Regions from separate parts of the Delphinus delphis genome. Here region 1 is linked to region 2. Evidence: chromatin contacts called from public Hi-C data. All regions are on one chromosome and are shown on one strand. The core of a region is the stretch at or near the end of the contact, and the rest is flanking DNA. Distances in the headings are between cores, read along the strand shown. Region 1 holds the start of LOC138413844 (zinc finger protein 234-like). Region 2 holds the start of ZNF235 (zinc finger protein 235).

Region 1 (2,896 bases), core at 278-2,777, 210 kb before region 2:
GACATGTTTACAGAGAGAAAAAAAATCTGGTTATCTTCAAGGGGAAGGAATCTAGGTGCATCCCCCTCTCCCCCATTTTGCTTTATACAATTTTTAATTGGCTTCCAATAACATGTGTTTTTATTTATTTTTTTAAAATTTATTTTATTTATCTTTGGCTGCGTTGGGTCTTTGTTGCTGCGTAAGGGCTTTCTCTAGTTGCATCGAGCGGGGGCTACTCTTCATTTTGGTGCACAAGCTCCTCATTGCGGTGGCTTCTCTTGTTGTGGAGCACAGGCTCTAGGCGCACCGGCTTCAGTAGTTGTGGCGCACGGGCTTAGTTGCTCCGTAGCATGTGGGATCTTCCGGGACCAGGGCTCGGACCTGTGTCCCCTGCACTGGCAGGTAGATTCTTAACCAGTGCGCCACCACGGAAGTCCCAACATATGTGTTTTTAAATTGCTCACTATAATAAAGATTTTAACCAGAAAATATAAAGGAAAAAACTCAGTAAAAAACATTCTCCATCAATAGAATCCTCCCCAGTGCTTTAGCATTTTGGCTTTGGGAGTCAGAATGACTCCAATGCCAAGCTCTTCAGCCTTCATTATGCTTGCTTTGAGATAGCTGACAGTTTCTTAACGTCTCTGAAATTTGGTGTTCTCACCTCCAAAGTAGGGATCATAACTTCAATGAAAAGTTTAAATGAGGGAAGAGCACTTTTCCATGAGGACAAGCTTCCACTTTGGCCCTCTCAAGTTGTTTTTCCTGAAAAACCAGTGGTACCACAGGGTCTGGTACCTTCTTCGATCCTCCTGGTCCCTCCCAAATCATTCTACCTCGCCTATTCTTTGACCTCTCAGTTTTAGCCTCATATTGTCAGATTATATTCAAATCAAACTACTTTCAATCACCTAGTGTTCCCTAAACAGTCATCCCCCCTTAACTTCTTTCTTTTTTATTTAAAAAAAAATTGTGGCTGCGGCATGCGGGATCTTAGTTCCCAACCAGGGATCAAATCCTTGTCAAGGTCCTGGAGTGGGAACGTCCAGTCCTAGCCACTGGACGGCCAAGGAAGTCTCCCAACCTGTTAATTTCTTGAAGATTGCATCTCCTCACTTGTTCCCTTTCCAACAATACTCCTGCCATAATTGGAGGCATTTCGACTTCAGAAAGTCGTGTCTATGGAACATTTTCGCTGGAGGACTCAGGGAAACGTAATGCAGACTCTCAGTGTAGGAATCCGCCTTTCCACCCCGGAAGTTGGGACTTGGCGGGAATCTTTTCTCTCTGGCATTTTGGGAACCGTAGTCAAGGAGCTTCCCGTAGTCTTCCTGGAAAGTGAGCCTCTGGACTGTTTTCCTCGGCATTCTGGGAGATGTAGTCCAGGCACTGTGTAGTCGCTCGCACTTCCGCTCAGGAAGGCGGATCTGACGAATTCTGGGAAGTGTAGTCCAGAAGCCCGGTGGACTCGTAGGCACTTCCGTTCCCGGAGTGGGCGGGTTGCCGGTGTGTTTTCTGTGGGCCTGTGCGTCTGTTCCGCGTCTCGCTGGCCCTTGCGAGCTTCCTGTGTCTCCGCTTGGGACGCGCAACCACCTGGCAATCGATTTAGGGGAAAAGAATCCTCGGCGGAGAATGCAGGTGCGGAGGGGCGAGGGCGGCCGTGTACGTGCCCCTCGGCGGAGCCTCTGTGCGTTTGGGGCGTTCTCGAAACCCCAAGAGGGGACTGGCTACGCTCGCGTATCCCCTAGATTGGGAATTTCCGCGGCTCTCACCTCGCCCAGTCCGCCTCCCTACACCTTCCACGCGCGCTTCCACTTCCTCGCGTGGGGAGTTAATCTCCCTGTGCCTCCCGTTGCTTTTCTTTAAAATGTTAGGGCCTTCCTAGAAGAATTGTTTTGGGAATTGAAAAAGGTGGTACAAATAGAAATCTTAAATTCCTGGCACGTAGTGAATGATGATTTCTTCTTGGTGTTAATTTCTCGAGGAGCGGTCAGGTCCCCTGGTTAGGGTCAGAAATCCAGCTTCAATGACACTTGCCCTTCTCTCTATCTCTGCGTGACGTTGGATAATCCCGGACCCCTTCTGACTCTTTTGGAGGGGAAGGTTCCGGATTGCTCGGAATTGCTTCTAGATTGCTCGGAGGGAGGGAAAGCTTTAACTTTTATGGGGACGGGGACTCAATCGTGACACTTCATAGCATTCTTTCTTTCTCCAGCGTGATTTCTCAAAAAGGACCACACGGAGGTAGAGGGAGTGACCCTGAGCTACATGATAGCAAAGCTCCACGTGAGTGGGACTTGACAGTTTTGTTTTACAATGATCTTCACATCAGTCAGAGAATGTGTAGGATGTGTAATTGGACATGAGTATTGAGAGTAATTAATCCTTAACTGTTAACTTAAGTGATGAGGGCTTTACACAAATAAATACATTATGTCACACCATGGCTCCGTGAAGAAATATTGCTCTTTTCCTGTTTTGAAAAATGAGATTGAGACCCAGGGAGCTGAAAGTTATTTGCCCATAGTCACCCACCAAGTAAGAGGCTGAGGTGGGGTTGGAATTCAGGCAGTCTGAGTCCAGAGCTTGCGTTCATAATCTTTTGGATGTAATTCTCCTTAAGCTTTAGGAACTAGGTGGAATCAAGCAGTTTAATCAGAACTTGATTGTGAGGGACCTTAACATCAAATAAAATGGGCTTGGACTTTTCTGAGTTTTTCAAAATATCATCAACTATTTTGTTTCACTTGTTACAAATAATATTTCTTATTCTCGTAGAACTGTATCATTGTGGAACATTCAGAAATTAAAGAAATTTGAGAGAAAAAAATTGTTTAATTACTTATTAATCCAGGGTGTAAAGATAGCAACAGTTAAGCTTCTAATGCATTTCTGTTTGGTGATTCTTTTTGTG
Region 2 (3,027 bases), core at 266-2,765:
ATCCCTTTTCTTGAAAGAACAACTGACAAACTATGGTTGCTCAGATCTAGGTATCTGGCAGAACTTTTGGAAATGAGCAAAACAAGTCTGTTACTTCAAAGAAAATTACTGGCAGCAAAGTATCGGAATTTTGGAAAACTTGTATCACTGAGAGCTTGACAGCCTCCCAGTGCTTAAAGACTTAAGGTCTTTAGAGACAGAACTTTTCTGATGAGACTGGTGATGGTATTGACAAATATGATTTTTTAAAATCTTGTAAAATCAAATGTGTCAATATTTGAAATATCTGTAAAACTCGGCCATTAACATTTTCCAATTGAGCGATGCATCATTTCATAAAACCATTAATGGATGAAAGACTCAAAGTACACAAAATACAAAACTGACCAAAGGGTTGTAATGTAATGTAGTACAAAAAGTCCTCTGATATGGTTTCAGATTCCACATAACCTTAAGAAACTATCACTTGTGGCTCTTGGGTGCAGTATCAAAGGAGAATATTATCTGTAAAGTCTATTAAAATAATCCTTTCTTTCCTAACTATAACTGTGGGAGGCTGCATTTTCTTCATCACTTTAACCAAAACAGTATCTCACAACAGATAGCACAAGAGAACATGAAAATCCAGCTATTTTTCTTATAAAAAGTCAAGAATTAAAGAGATATGCAAAAATGTAAAACATCGCTACTCTTCTCATTAAATATGTATATGGAAATACAGTTTTCTCATAAAAGCTAGTTCTGCTATAGGTTTATTTAAAAAAATAGATTAATAAAAAATTTTAAAGTAAGTTTTTAAAAGTATTACTATTCCTGAACAGTAAATACACTTTTCATAGGGCTACTCTAAACGTAATTTGTATAAAGCCCTTAGACTGGAACTTAACAACTAAGGCTTAATTATTGGCATCGCTCACAACCAAATAAATACACAACCTACCTTTTCTTCCATTTATGTGAACATCTTTTACAGAAGAAGAATGCCAAGTCCTACTCACGTGGGGCCCTGGGCCAGGAGCCAAGGGGTTACTTACCCCCTGCACTTCGGTGCAAGTCCTTCTTGTGAAGTCAGGGCTGGGGAAGGAAAGGAGGCTGTGAAATATCACCATTGCCCTAATGAACTACAAAGGACATTCCAAAACTACTAGGAAGGTACTGCTATCAACCCATTTAACAGATGAGCACACAAAGGCACAGAGAGATTAAATAACTTGCCCAATGTTATACTGCCAGAAAGTGGCTGACACGTGGGGGAGGCGAGTTGGGGGAGCTGAGCGCGGGAAAGACTGCAACCCGGACCCGCGCCCAACTCCGGGACAGGAGAATCTCCCCAAACTCGAGACGACTTCGCCTAACTGAACTAAAACTGTCGTCCTTACATCTCAAATATCCGCTTTTCCCCTTAAACTCACAACCGGGTTGCTGTTGCTCGAGAGCAACTCGAAGAAGTTCCGAAGGGTGGCGGGACGCGAAACTGACGATCATTACTCGAAAAGATGGTCATAACCTCGCCCACCTGGGCCGGAAGTGCCTGCAACTACCAGGAGCCCTAGATCAACATTTCCCAGAATTCCCCATCACGGCCCTTTGGGAACGGAAGTGCCTGGGACTACACGGAGTTCCTGGACTACACTTCCCAGAATGCCCGAGGACAACATCCACAGCCCCGCCCATCGGGGCGGAAGTGCCTGCGAGTACTCGGAGCTCCTGAGACGTGTTTCCCAGAATGCCGAGGGGGAGCGCTGTCCACGGTCCTGCCTGCCTGGTGCAAAAGTGCTTGCAGTCGTTGGGAGCGCCTGGACCACACTTCCTACAGTGCCCTAGGGCAACAATGACTACAGCTTCGGCTTCCTGGGCGGAAATGTGCATTACTACACTGAGTACATAGATTAAATTTCCCAGAGTCCTGGAGGGGAAAATATTCTATAGACATGGTGTTCTGGAGCCCAAATGTCTCCAAAAGACCCCAGAGCTCCAGTGGACTGAGTGCCACTGACCTGCTTGCCTGGACAGAAGTTTCTTTTTCTAGATCTGGATCTTCTAGACCAGTTTCCAGAGTGGCTGCATGGGGGTGCTTCCTGCCATGCAGCCCTTTGGTGTTGCAAATAATTGGGTTCAGTTTGGATGAATTCTGTGCTGCTGGTTGAGCCCAGTTTTCCCTTTTCTTTTTCTCACTCCCCCCCCCCCACCTTTCTCATATAACTATACTAATAAGCGGTTGTCAAGGAAATATGTTGTATAGGAGAGAAAAGTGAAGCTTGAAATATGGAAAGAAAATAAAAATCATCATAGAGTGGGAGCGATGTGTGGGTTAAAAACGGAGATCTTGAAAGAGGATTGGCCTGAACTGCACTGAACAATTTAAGGAACACAAGATCTCAGTCTTACCTTGACTGGATTGCCTTCTTTGTTCCATGTGTACCTGGATACATCTGGAACTCTTAACGGTGTCAGCTAGGGTGGGCTGTTGATTCCGAAGTACCAAGAAATCACAAAAAGGCAAATGTTCATCAGGTCATAATGCAGAAACATTAAAAACGTCCAGCATTTCCTTGGTTTTAATTTCTCACTTTAAAAGTGAATGAAAGCTGCACTGGCAGGGAACTGGAATAAACACTGCAATATTGAAAGGGGTAAATCCTACATAAAATCTTGAGAATATTTCTTTTTTGAGTTTATCTTCAGATATTATATCACCTACTACCAACCTGATCTTTGCACAGTAAATCCAATAAATTAATAACATGCTTTAGTATTCCACAAGCCAGCTGAAATCAGAGAGGCCATGATTTATCCTGTGAGATAAGAGCTCAAGTCCAGAAAAACTGTAGAACAACAAAAACTACCACCACCAAAACCAAATCCAAACCAAAACAAACAAAAAACCCCACAAAACCCCAAACCCAGAAAGGTTGTCCTGTCTACTTTTCTCTTGCATAAGAATGAAATATTCTATTATGAAAACTTTAAAAAACACGAGTGGAGAAAAAAGTTAAATGTGCATAAACTCATCTTACAGATTAAATG

The links. Hi-C and Micro-C count contacts between places; a contact is called where the count stands out from the background.
Region 1: a contact with region 2 is called in a Hi-C map of lung, with 6 times the contacts expected there. The contact joins the promoter of LOC138413844 here to the promoter of ZNF235 in region 2. A contact is called at or near these places in 2 of 3 Hi-C or Micro-C datasets (lung and muscle).

Annotation. Positions count from the first base shown.
Region 1 is chr20:10,933,641-10,936,536 of mDelDel1.2, reverse strand. It overlaps LOC138413844 (zinc finger protein 234-like), which reads left to right and starts at 1,527. Exons shown (of 5, transcript XM_059999557.2): 1 at 1,527-1,620; 2 at 2,198-2,268.
Region 2 is chr20:10,725,769-10,728,795 of mDelDel1.2, reverse strand. ZNF235 (zinc finger protein 235) reads right to left here and starts at 1,515. Exons shown (of 6, transcript XM_059999547.1): 1 at 1,413-1,515; 2 at 1,035-1,074. The coding sequence starts at 1,504.